Linked DNA regions of Zea mays: all the other regions are linked to region 2. The links are chromatin contacts, called in public Hi-C maps. All regions are on one chromosome and are shown on one strand. Each heading gives the region's core, a stretch centred on a gene start, on an enhancer-like site or on the middle of the called end of the contact. The rest is flanking DNA. Distances are from core to core; before and after follow the strand shown.

Region 1 (4,371 bases), core at 209-2,708, 190 kb before region 2:
CCTAAAGTATGGTTTATATCTAATATTTCGTTATTAAGCACCATCTTTTTTTGCCAACTGTTGGAAGGAAATGCATTATTAATGTTCCAAGCTCCGCCCCTGAGATGGAGATGGCATATATTAAGCACCATCATTGTAATGTTCCAAGCTCCGCCCCTGAAGAAAAGTTGCATGTAGTAGAACAGAAAGTTCAGTTCTAAGCAAATATGGATTAAAGCTAATCGTCCAATTAAATTTGGTATGTAGATAATCTCTCTAAAAATAAAGATAGAAAAAGACATCTGCCAGAATAAAACCAGATTTTAAGAACCATAATTGTCTAAATAGATGATAATGTGCAACATGGGATAAAGGAAGAGAATTTTTCCCTCAAATTATGTATCTTGGTGAGTCCTCCAAACAAACCATCCTATCTGATGGGATATGGCGAATGAACACAGAAAATGTAGTTCCTAAGTACCGGCGAGAACTAGATAACAGCAAACATCATTAGCACTTTAGCAGTAGACGGCTCCCGATATATATACCCCTATACTTATGATGATTTGTGCGTAAATAAGTATCTGTGGCAAATCCAAATCTTCTGAGCAAAATCACACAGATCGCATGCTATATTTGGAAGATAACAACGAGTCCGACCTGATATCCAAGCATCCATCTAATCTACAAAAGACAAACGTAAACGCCTGAACCTACAGAATGACACTCATGAAACACTAATGTTTAGCATTGGAAACCAAACAAAACTAAAGATGGTAAGTTTGACGTTTCTCCACTTCGTTGCACATGGAAACTTTAATCATCTAGTATTTAATAAAAGGCCAAAATACGAATCCCAACCCAACCATCAAAACACAAGAACATCGAATTAATATTGAGAGGCCCGTCGACGGAACAATGGCAATGGCAAACCCCAATCTTACCGATCCAAACTACATCCACCAAACCAAAACCATCGATGAGCTCAAGAGCAGCAACACCCCTTACCTGAACTCCGGCAGCACCGTGGCGCATGGTGACCTCGTCCATCCTCGCGCCCAACCCGCGCCCGTCGATACCGGAGAAGAACGAGGCGCCGCCACCAACGCTGCCAAACACCCTCTCCGCCGCCACCGCTGCCTCCGCGCCGGCCTCCATCGTCGGCGGCGCGCTGCCACTGCGCAGCGGGTCCCGCCCCAGCAGCGCCTCCCCTCCGTCGCCACCCCAGCCGCCGTCGCCGAACGGAGCCATCTTCTCCGCCTCCTCTCGTAACGCCGCACGCGCGCGTTCGCGAAAAAATAGGTTGGGTTTGAACGAAACCACCCGAAGGTGGCGCGGGCAACAAATTGGCACGCGGGTGCCCGTGTGGGGTGGGGTAGGGTGGGGTGCAGTGGCCAGTGGGTTGGGTGGCGGCGCCTTTAGCTCTAGGGTTTGGGTTTTCGGGGTTTTGGTCTCATCTTGGGTTTGGTTTGGAGCGGCCGGTGCCGCGAGGGAATAGAAATCAGCTATTAGATATACAAGCATGTTTTTTTTCACGTTAAGGGCTAGTTTGGGAACCCCAATTTCTCAAGGGATTTCTATTTTCCCAAGGGAAATTAGTTCATTTTCCCATAGAAAAATAAAAATCCCTTGGAAAATTGGGGTTCCCAAACAAGCCCTAAGAGAGTAATTTCTATTTTTCTAACGCCCTGCTTGAATCATTGTAATTGAATTTCATTCCAATAATAGTAATTCAATTTTATGCAAAATATATTTATATACTATTATTAGCAAAATGTTGGAGATATTTATGTGCTACATTTTTACTATGGAAAAGTGAGACGAAGAGTGTTATTTAAGTTATAGTGTAGAAACAAATTCTACTAATGCATAAAATTATTTCTCATCCTTCACCCCATAAATTTGAGATAGGCTTATATCTTAACTTTGGAAAGTGGTGGAATGTCAAATTCCAAACTAAATAAGTTACTTTATTGAGTGAATTCCAATTCCTCTAAAATGAAGGGATCCAAACGCCCCGTAAGTGAAAATGAACTAATTTTACTTGGGAAAATAGAATTGCCTTGGAAAAATAGGGTTCCCAGTATAGCCCTAAATCTAGATTTAACCGTATAACATATTTAGCATTTAAATTCTCTCACCACCACCTCGTTAGCTTTATAAAAAAGCTCCCTAACAAACCACGATTACATATACGGTTGGATCTTGTTCTGACGGACCAAGAAAGTTGTTTGCACGCTTACACCTGATGACTGCTTGCATATTAGTCATTGTCCTGTTTTAATCCATACCGGCTTCTACTATTTCTACATTATTTTTGTCTCTATGTATTGCATCTGCAACAATCTAAATAGTCAGCTTTAATCTGAAACGAATAGCCCCTAGGATTATCATGGTATCACAAACACATGGATTATGGGCGTGTTTAGTATGACTATGCTCCATTTTAGACCAGTTCTGTCGGGGACTATAATTAGAGGTACCCCCAAGACTCCTAAACTCGGCTGGTAATCACCATCAGCACAAGCTGCAGAAGCTTGATGGGCGCAATTCAGGTCAAGGCTCCGTCCACTCAAGGGACACGATCTCGCCTCGCCCGAGCCTAGCCTCGGGCAGGAACAGTAGACCCAGGCGGATTCACGCCTCGCCCGAGGGCCTCCTCAAGCAACGGGCGCACCCTCGACTCGCCCGAGGCCCAGCTCGGACAGGCTTCACAGTGAAGCAACCTTGGCCAAATCGTCTCACCAACCGACCGTATCAAAAGAGCATTCAATGCAAGGATCGTCTGACACCTTATCCTGACGCGCGTTCCTCAGTCGGCAGGGCCGAAGTGACCGCAGTCACTTCGCCCCTCCACTGACTGACCTGACAGGAAAACAGCGCCGCCTGCCCTGCTCCGACTGATGTGCCACCCGCCAGGGTGAGGCTGACAGCAGTCGAGTCTAGCCTCAGGCGCCATAGGAAGCTCCGCCTCGCCCGACCCCAAGGCTCGGCCTCAACCTCGACCTCGGAAGACGGTCTCCGCCTCGCCCGCCCCCAGGGCTCGGCCTCAACCTCGACCTCGGAAGACGGTCTCCGCCTCGCCCGACCCCAGGGCTCGGCCTCAACCTCGACCTCGGAGGAGTCACCGCCTCGCCCGACCTTGGGCTCGGACCGACCACGCCACAGGGGGTACATCATTACCCTACCCCTAGCTAGCTCAGGCTACGGGGAACAAGACCGGCGTCCCATCTGGCTTTCCCCGGTAAACAAGTAATGATGGCACCCCGCGTGCTCCTATGACGATGGCGGTTCTCAGCCTCCTACGGAAGCAAGGAGACGTCAGCAATGTCCCGACAGCTGTGCTTCTATAGGGCTCAAGCGCTCCTCCGACGGCCACGACATCACATGCACAGGGCACTAGCACCTCTCCGAGAGCCACGTCGGCATGTACATAGGGCTCTGGCTCCTCTCTGCCGGACACGTTAGCATATTGCTACACCCCATTGTACACCTAGACCCTCTCCTTACATCTATAAAAAGGAAGGTCCAGGGCCCTCGTACGAGGAGGTGGCCGCGCGGGAGGACGGGCTGACGAACAGGCTCTCTCTTCCTCGCGAACGCTTGTAACCCCCTACTGCAAGCGCATCCACCCTAGGCACAGGACAAAACGAAGCTGCGGTTTTCCCCTCTTTGTGTTCCGTCTCGCGCCGACCCATCTGGGCTGGGGCACGCAGCGACAATTTACTCGTCGGTCCAGGGACCCCCCGGGGTCGAAACGCCGATAGTTGGCACGCCAGGTAGGGGCCTGCTGCGTGTTGACGAACAGCTTCCCGTCAAGCTCCAGATGGGTAGTCTCCAGCAACCTCTCCAGCCCGGGACGCTGCTCCGTTTCGGGAGTCTCAAGTTCGTGTCCCTCGACGGTAGCTACGACATGGTACTCCTTCCTCTGCCGCGCGACAGCGACAACGGCGGCCATCAGCCCGCCCGACGATGTCGGAATCGACGACGTCTTCCCCCCATGGCGGAAGAGCAGCATCCGGGTCTGTCCCGTCACCTTCCCCGCCGCAGGAGGAGGAGGCGGGGCAACCATGGCCAAGCAGGAGGCGACACCTCGCTGGCTGTCGAGCGAGTCGACGACGCCGGCGCCCCAGCGGGGGACACGTCGGGCGTTGACCTCACGTCTGAGACGAAGACGAGCGTCGTTTCCCCGCAACACACCAACCCCAAGCGGACGGATGACGCCAACACGCTCGCGAAGGACTTGCTAGGCGTTAGCCTCGTACCTGAGATAACGGTGCAGTCCGTCCCCGACGTGACTTCGTCACCATCCGTCGATCAAGAGGTATCGTATGTTTTCCACCCTGTGCCTTTTAGATTCAGCTTCGACCCACCAAGCGACCCCGCTTCGGT
Region 2 (4,717 bases), core at 622-3,121:
GGGGATCCTCTGCAGCGACGACGCCTTGCGTGATGGTGGCAGGTAATGGGAGCTCTTCCGGACGTCCTCATGCTGCTGCTGCTGCTGGTCATCGCTGGCGGAAGCAATGCTTGTCGGCAGTAATGGCTTGATTAAGCTGGAGATGATCTCAGGTGGCTTCCCCCGGAATGAGTTTGTGAGGAACGAGTTGGACAACCGGCTCAGTGATGGCGTGCCCAAGAAGCTCAGGTTGGGAGAGTGCACACTGCTGTACATGTCAATGGATTGCCTGCTCGAAGAAGAAGAAAATGTACTTACTATTTTTCGTTACGGGATGCATATAGAAAGGTTCAAATTGAGGCATAAATGTCTAAAGCGTTTGTCAGGAAATCTAACGTGACATGAAGTGCTCAGTGGTAATTTGAGATCACATCATTAACTTCTGGGTTAGAGAAGAAGGTAATGATCTGATCTCCCAATACGATCTCCGGTCGATTTATCTCAAAGGTTTCCCATTTCTCCATATGATTTCCTCTTAGATTTGATCTTTGATGCAGAATATACTTGGTTCAGCAGATTGGACCAACTGAATTTGCCACGTTAGCAGCAGCAGACAAATGCAACTGGGCCGGGACCCCAACAAAGAGGGAGACATCCAGACAAGTGCACATACTAATGGCACATGAATAACATTGGTCCCAACGGTGTTATCTCGTCCACACATCTACCTGTACAGCTCCACCCTTATAAAGAAACTAATGGGTGATAATATTTTTTCTAAAAGAAATATTCATTTATATTTGAAAGGAGAAACACGCCCCTTCGAGTACTTAAAAAAGCCCCAAGGGGATCAGAGACTAATGAAGCCCCAAGCGTTTAAAAAAATAGTGAAAAAAGCCACATGTCCGTAGACTCCTACCGAGAATGACCACAGGCTGCTTTTTTCGCCCATCATTTTCGCACGCCTAAGCAATCCCGGATATTCCACATACAACCACATCAGAGACGAGTTTGATGGGACTCTCGAAGTGTAGCGGTGCTACAGGACAATCCAGCAGTACAGACAAAAAAATAGTAGTCAGTGTATTTTTCATTAATTTTCTCTGAAAAAAAATACTAATCACACTACGATTTGGTGCATTGCTTATTCTTCTGGTCCTAGATAAGTGCCATTTTGGATATTGATACTGCCTTGAATTACCACGCAAGATTCACCTCCACTCGAATTTGTACTCACATCCTTGTGGATCAGTAAGTCTAGCCATGTTATTTTCTGATGGCTGATCCAAGTGTTCTTACTCCTAGGGACATTATAGTAGTTTGAATTCACTTGATTGGGGTGTAAACATTTGGTTTGGCTGACGCCGGTAGTAATAACATCTGGTGCCACGCGCACGCGGCAGGCAACTCTGGAAAATTTGAGAGGGGCGCGGGCTGAATAATAATAACAATAATTAAATTAAATCCAGGAAAGAGAAAGGGGGAAAAAGTTTGGCCGACGCGCGCGGCGGCCGCACCCTTCCTGTTTCCTACGTGGTGCCGTCCGCCGCCACGGGGGCGGAAGAGACGACGACGATGGGCGGGGCTAGCAGTTACCTACCTGTAGCTCTGCGGCCATTGCTGCGTGTACGAACTCGGCTGGCTGCACCGCGCCGCCACCACCCGCGGGCTGTCGCACGGCGACGAGGAGTCGGACCCGTCGTCGTCGTCGTCGCCGCCGCCGCCGCCGCCAAGGCCGCGCCGCTTCCCGTCCTCCACGGCGGCATCGTCGTCATCGTCGCTCTCGATGAGGAAGCTCCGCTCCGACACCGAGTTCCTCATATCCCACCTGTTCCCTCGGTTAGATTAGAGCCCAAGCTAGATTTATGGTAACGGACGAGGCGGGGATGGGAGCAGAGAGCGCGGGCCGAGGGATCGGAGAGGGACGGGCTTATAGGAGCCGTTTGGTAATAGTTTGTTTTGCCTCTGAGATGGACCCACGTGTCAATACCATTCATTCATTCAAAAAAAAAACAACAACAAGGCTAGGCGCTGTGGAGTGTGGACGCAGAGGGCAGGCGCGGCTGGCCATGGCAGGCCCAGGCGCACGGCACAGCAGGGACGCGGGGAAGGGGCAAGGCCGATGAGCGCCACAACATGGCTCGGTTGGGCGCAGGAGACGGCACGGCCTGCCATGATGGGACTTGGCGCAGCTCATACATAGTAACACAGACATGCACTCGTAACCGTGGGTGGGATCATGCTATATCATTAGATCGTACATTTTGTCGTCTAAGGATGTATTTAGTTACAATGACATGATGTGATGGAATAATTCTGTTTGGTTTAGAGCCAAACGTTAGAACAAGATCATCCCATGACTGTCTCTAGCTGTCCGTCAGAATTGAATCTAACGGATGAGAGAGTACGCTGGTGAAAATGGTTGTCTTCAGCTGCGCCAGTTGTTTACAACTAAACACATATTAAACCATTGTTTTATCCTTTAGTTTACAACTTTACATTGTTTACACCAAAGTGTGGAAGCGACGACGTACTAAGACTTGTGGAGGACGACACAACCACCCAAGGAAGGGCAGATGGAACCTACGGGAAGAAGATAGGTTATAACGATAAGCAACATCTACCATATCTTTATCATTTACTCCAATTAAATTTCGCTTACAATTTAACAGATTCGTATAACATTTTACGTATTTATATTTTATATATGTATCTAAATTTATTTTTATATACTCGCTCCGTTCTAAAATATATTTTTTTCTAGCCTTTTTCTATTCACATTCAAATAAATGATGATGAATGTAGACATATATATAAACTACATTCATATATTGATTAATTTTTGTATGTTTAGTCTAAAACGAATTATATTTTGAAACGGATGGAGTATTTAATATATAAAAATAAAGAGCTGAAACAGATATTAATTTGGCATGGATGGAGTAAATAAATAAATAAATAAATTCGATTTTGATAGATTTAGACTGGTTCAGTGACTTCAAGTGGAACTGTATCAAACAGACCTACTAGCTTCGCCTCGGTAGCATGGGCCAGTGCGACCGTTGTTCGTTCTGCCGTGTGGCAGGCTCGTCGGCGAGGTGGAGCGCTGGCCATGACGACAAGGTGCACCCTAGGACCGACGACCACTCCTATCACAGCCGACGGCCAATCGGCCATGACGGCGAGGGGCAGGGAGGAATGGACACATCGACGTGGGAGGCTGGCTGGCGCGACCAGAGAAGAAGAGGATGTGGCGTATCCATGGAGGATGGTGAAGGGGGCCACCGCCGGCGTATTGTCTCTTTTTTCAACCATGTTAAAAAGATAGGATTGAAGTAGGTTTTGGAGGTTGTCCGATAAAAGTACTAATCTCTCTAGTTCTAAAATGTAAATTATATATATATATATATATATGGTTAAACTTTTTAAACATCGACCACCAATATACTACGTTTTCATACGAGGTTAAATTCTCTAGACTACTATGGGACAAGATCCAGATATTCCAGAACAACCCGATTCACTATTATGTATTTTAATCAGTATAGAGAAAACAAAAATCAAAGTGGCGTGTTGGGGATCTACTTTGTCGAAGATTCTCAAATCATCTTTACCTTTAACTTGAGAATGTATGTTTCAGGTGCTATATGAAGGACAGACGAGGTCGGCCTTCAGTCGAAGCAGCATGTAAAGGGTTTCGCCTCGAACACACACCTGACGAAGATGTGCACCGAAGCCACCACCCTCGGCATCAGGAAAAGCTTCACACGTGAACCAATGGAAAGGGAAAGCGTTGAAGACTTGGGCGGCAAGCAAGAAAGAGAAAAATACGATGACACCCCTGCAATATTTGGAAACCATATTTGTTGATATTTGAAAACCATATTTGTAGACATCGTGGACATGTATGTAAGTCCACACGAAGTTATATCCCTCCGTCATAAATAGGTGAACAGTGACATGCATAAAGTACCTTTTGGAGGTCCATAAGCTTGGTTTCTCTTAGCCTTCGAAGTACCTTCGAGATGTCTCGCGTGTGAAGCCGAAGGTACGTTTCTATGTTTATTATATATGAAGAAAGATGGAACGAAGAGTGATAAGGCACATGAGATGAGTAACATGTTTCGTCTTTCTTCTTTGCATTGCCATACACTATTGCTTCATATGTTTTTTCTCCTTTTTACCTCCTCCCTTTGGTTTACCTCTCGAAGAGGAGGTAACCAAAGGAAAAAGGTCATCATCTTCTAACTTGTGTTGCATTGTTTTTTATACCATGAAGTAATCAAAAGAAAGTGACCAACATTGGCGCCCACCTCCGATGAACTAACAATGACCACAAGAAGCTTCATCATGTCGTCAAAAAATACAATGGCAACCGGTGCTGTCCTCACGCCCTTGGACACCAACCAAGGAGACGAAGCTATCCTTTCGGAGGCCAGGATGCAGAAGAGAAAAGCTATCAGCCTCGAGCCACAAGATCATGAACTTGATTGTGAAATCAACAATCTCAAAGCAATACACCAACAAGTGGAGAAGCTCAGAGAAAAGATGCTTCATCTCTCTGAGCTATAGTAGAAGATTGACGAAGCAACCGAAGAAATGTGCAACATCTAATCACATGAAAACCAGTACAATTACAAAGTCCTTCGTCACGAGGGACACAACTTCAACAACCTCCGTCCAGAGGTGTACAACTTCTAAAACTACCTGTATGATGAAGCTTCCCTGCTCACACCAG
Region 3 (4,572 bases), core at 1,478-3,977, 170 kb after region 2:
TTTTGCAGCGGAATATCTTTATTACAAAAAGTTACAAGTTTCAACATATTTACATTATATTTATCGGAGTAGTTACAAAGTGATTCAAAGTAATAAACTTTGAAATGTTATAAAATTATTTATAAGTTTGAAATATATGCTAGCTTAAGTGACAATCCTCAATAAGAAGTATAGAAGAAGTACTTAGACTTATAAGAAGGTCGTGCCCACCGACGCTTAACACCAATCACAATCAAAATGACTCGTGACCTGCAGCAACAATGGGTAAAACCTTAAGTACGCAAGTACTCAGCAAGACTTACCCGACTAAAGAAAAGACTCTCAAGGATATGTTGGTTAAATAGGAATCAAGGAAAAGGCTTTAGCAAGAATCAACTTAGATACTTTTGCAGAAATAGCTTACTAAAGTGAGTCCTTACTTTCAACATTTTAATGCTAGATTAAGTATTAATAGACCTTGTTTGCATCTAGTCTAATTTCACCATCACATTAATCAATCCAACATGATTTTTGCTCATTAAGATTCCATCCATGACTTAGATTGCAGGGCAGTGACCAAGTCTTCATGTCCGAGAAGTAACGGCGATCCGAATCGATTAATACCCAGCTGGGGATCTCCAATCACACGACATATGTAGCACTTAACCCTTGCATATGTCAACTCGCCATCGGGGTTCTTAAGACTAGATCAGGTTCACGCCAACCGAGAGCATAGATACACCACCGTCCAGCCTCTTGCCACGGAGGGTACACGCTACTCTCGCCATCTCTCCACTCCCATTGCGTGCTATCTTATTCTGGTATTAGTCTGCCCGAGGCAAAGCTTACCCATGATGAGGCATGTGACCAGTTAAAAGGCCCTCGATCAGCAAGCCTACATTCAATATAATCCTTAATAAACCTAGGTAGAACATCACCTGTTCCTAGCCCAAGTCCTGATTTAAGTACTTCCATCCTTAGGATTGTTTGTATTCCTTAGGATGAAAAGAGCATTAAAGGGAACTTTGCAGTATGATCCCACCATGCTCCCAATGAAAATATTCTTGCAGGTAGAAGTCATCCTTCCTCAGGATAACCCCTGAGCTAGACATTAATGCAAAGGACAACCTCTAGCCACAAGATTTACCTCTACGCAAGGCTAAGCAATTTTGTAAATCATATTTGATACTTCACCAGAAGTATCTATAACAGGAATGGATTTCAAGGTAGCCAATGCATCAAAGGGTTTCCAAGCAACTACTATAAACCTAATGCACATTTCACTAGACTTAAAGTGTGTAAAAATCATTTAAAACACAAGGAAAGGGGTTGCATGCACCGGGGCTTGCCTGGGATAAACACTACGTTAGTGTTTGTTAGATGTCGATCACTTGACGACCATCCTTTGTCTTGGCACTCGTTTAGATTATCCATCTTCAGGTTCGTTTATCAACACCATCTTGTGGAGAAGCCCACACTTTCCATCCTCTTGTGGTCGACTCATCTCTGGTTCTCCGCATCACGTGGTTAATTCACGTACCTGAATGACATGCATTATGCACATGAATGCATATAGGCATGAATATTACAAACCTAAATAGTGCTAAGCGATAGCGAATAAAACACCTAGTGGCGAGACGTTGTACAAGTTCATACGGAAATACTAGTTATCGATATACGACTACGCGCAATAATTACACTTCTCTAGATTAACCGAATCTAACGCAAACATTACGAAACATCTAACTATTCATACTAGGTACCTACAACTCATTAAGCGCAACGGTCACACTCCCCTAGCTTAACCGGATCAACCCCAAATATCATGGAACCATCAAACCATACACAAACTCCATATACATATATATATCAAATTACAATTTTAGAAATAAAAGACCTAAAATGTTTATACGCATTATTTATCAGGCAGATCCTAGATTCTGGTTGAAACAATTATATGGATGTTACTTGATCCTAAATATTCGAAGTAGCAATCAACATCCATTCAAATCGCAAAATCGACCAGCACATATTCATGCCTGGTTTAGAGAGTATACTAATTGACTTACAATTTTAGCTTTACGATCCTGAGACACCTGATGTTTATAAAATTATAGACGAACTTTTATTAACCTTCTAAACTATTTTCCAGATTAATTTATATAACACATTAGTTGGCTACGACATTTACCGATCATAAACATAGAATGATGATACTAACTACTAGAGCAGGGTGGAGGGAGTTCAGACGGAATCGACGGCGAGGATCCGAGCAGGGCCGGGGTGCGCGCAGGGAGGAGCAGGGACCAAGCTCGGCGGCCATGGCTGGAACTCCGGCGAGCAGCAACCGAGCAGGGCGCGGCCAGGGAGATGGGCGCCGAGTAGCCGAGCTGGAGATTGAGCACAGGAAAATGAGTGGCCGAGCAGGGAGCCGCCGCGGTGGCCATGGGGAGCAGCGAACTCGGATAGGCAGGGGAGAGCGCGGTCGAGCATGGGGCTTGGGCGCCGGCAGAGAGGAGCGAGCAGAGGGCAGGGCGCGGTGGAGAGCTGAGCACCAGAGAGAGAGAGAGAGAGAGCAGCGCCGCCAATGGATGAGGGAGATAGCCGTGCAAGGAGGGGAGGAGAAGCAGAAGCCGAGCTGAGAGCAGGGAGGGGCGCGCCATGAGGATCTCAGCGCGGCTGGGAGGAGCGTGAGGAAGCTGCGCGGTTGGCTGAAGAAGAAGGCCGCGCGTAAGGGATAAGGAAGAGAGACGGCGGCTGAAAAAAAAATCAGCAAGAGAGAGAGATAACGACGGAAGGAGGAGAGAAAAATCCCACGGCGCGAAAAATCAGCACGACGGCGGTTAGAAAGATATTTTCTCCTTTTCAGATTTTTATATATTTTTTTATTTTTTTATTTGCTTTTAGTAAAGAAAATTACAGATATTTCAAATCAAGATTTTTAGCGATGGGTAATGGGTCGAATCAAACGAGATCGATAATAATAATTGGACACGATTCGATTTGGCGAATACCCTAAAGTCGGATGAATTTGTACCGTTGATTCACCTTTTTGATTGAGGCGAGAAGAAACAGACCGAATTAAACGGATTTTGGCTTCGTTAATATGCTCTACGTCATTCGACTAAAATTAGCCGAAACCATATCTGCTATTGTATACGCGATTTTGTCGCCAAAATAACGTGCTGAAGAATGAATGGGATCGTAACCTTGCGCACGATTTCGCGCGATTCGAATTATTTTACCCCAAACATTTTAGTTGTCGAGTTCAAATTAATTTGTCCGGGACAAAATCATCCGAGTGAGTTGGGCTTCCGAATTCGTATTCACGCAAGTGATGAATTTAAATAATCACTGGACGCACAGATTTTTGGAACAACGATGTTCCGAACATCACAAAAATTAGGAAGAGCCCGGATAAATAAAAACGATATCGAACTCGTGATAAATGAAACAGATGCAATATAAAAACCACGATAGGCGAAGATGATTAAAATTTTAGTATCCGTTTTATCCACTGATATTACGTGCTTAAATCCATACTCGTTGTCGAGCGGAATATAAACACCCGGGGTGTTATAGCCCTCACCCTTAAAAGAATCTCGTCCCGAGATTCGGAGCGAAAGACTTTTAAGAGTAGAGAAGCATGTAACCCTGTTCATATCAGCGATAATCATAAGACAACTCCAAGCAAAGATGAGTGTCTCAGGATGTCGTTTCTCTAGTGGACATAACATGTATTGCCTTAAGCTAATTTAGAGATGTCCACTAATAGAAACGATGTCTGCCAGAGGAACACATAAGGTTCCATGTGTGCAGTTTGCTTTTTCTGATGAAACTGTACTATCCGAGTCTGTTGGGCGAGCGGTAAATATGCGACTTTACCCAAATAGAATCAGATGCACCATCTTGGGTAAAACACACAGAAAGAGGTTTACCAACAAGCGGCCACAGTAAGTTCGTAGCACACGAGACGAGTGCGGATGTCGAACAACATCATGGTTAACTCGTGTTAGCCAGAGAATCCAAGTCCATAAAAGATGATAGAGATTCAAGAAAATATCAATGAAGAGATCCATTGATGTTGACTTCGCGACCAACCCATTTCATCAAATACTTAGCATGGCTCGACTTGATCACACATGCTGGAAAAGCACATGTGAGGCGATCGAGGCGTGACTAGAATGATGATTAGGGGTTACTGGCCGACTTACTCTCGATTCTTATACACTCTTCCTTACGAGAGGTTGTACAAAAGTGAGTTTAGACAACTCGACAAAACGATCTCTAAACTCAACCTTTGTTTATTGGGCAGTTATAAGTTAATAAAACCAACTTGTTGAACTACCATTGACATTGGGTAAGTTCTCTCAGTACCATCGGTAAGCCAAGGGTTGAGAGTTCACATTTACTAGCAAAAGGTCATGCATTTGGGTAGAAATCCATTTGGTCAGGTTGTTCGTCCATTTCTTTAGGCGAGATGAACTGACTTGGTTAGGGAATACATGGATTAAATAAGAGAGCGAATGAACAAACTCCTGCATCTCAGCAGCAGGGGAAACAGATCTCTATTTTGAGAGCTAATCTGTTGTT

What was found. A called contact is a pair of places that touch in the nucleus more often than the background predicts.
Region 1: a Hi-C map of endosperm shows a contact between it and region 2, with 3 times the contacts expected there. The contact joins the promoter of LOC103646774 here to the promoter of LOC100281395 in region 2. A contact is called at or near these places in 7 of 25 Hi-C or Micro-C datasets (bundle sheath, ear, endosperm and 2 more).
Region 3: a Hi-C map of ear shows a contact between it and region 2, with 1.8 times the contacts expected there. The contact joins the promoter of LOC103646778 here to the promoter of LOC100281395 in region 2. A contact is called at or near these places in 2 of 25 Hi-C or Micro-C datasets (ear and leaf).

The regions. Positions count from the first base shown.
Region 1 is chr2:104,744,287-104,748,657 of Zm-B73-REFERENCE-NAM-5.0, forward strand. It overlaps LOC103646774 (pumilio homolog 3), which reads right to left and starts at 1,459. Exons shown (of 9, transcript XM_008671440.4): 1 at 988-1,459. The coding sequence starts at 1,230.
Region 2 is chr2:104,934,535-104,939,251 of Zm-B73-REFERENCE-NAM-5.0, forward strand. LOC100281395 reads right to left here and starts at 1,872. Exons shown (of 12, transcript NM_001368003.1): 1 at 1,580-1,872; 2 at 1-268. The coding sequence starts at 1,800.
Region 3 is chr2:105,100,489-105,105,060 of Zm-B73-REFERENCE-NAM-5.0, forward strand. It overlaps LOC103646778, which reads right to left and starts at 2,728. Exons shown (of 2, transcript XM_008671443.3): 1 at 2,230-2,728; 2 at 963-1,519. The coding sequence starts at 2,642. The coding sequence ends at 1,507.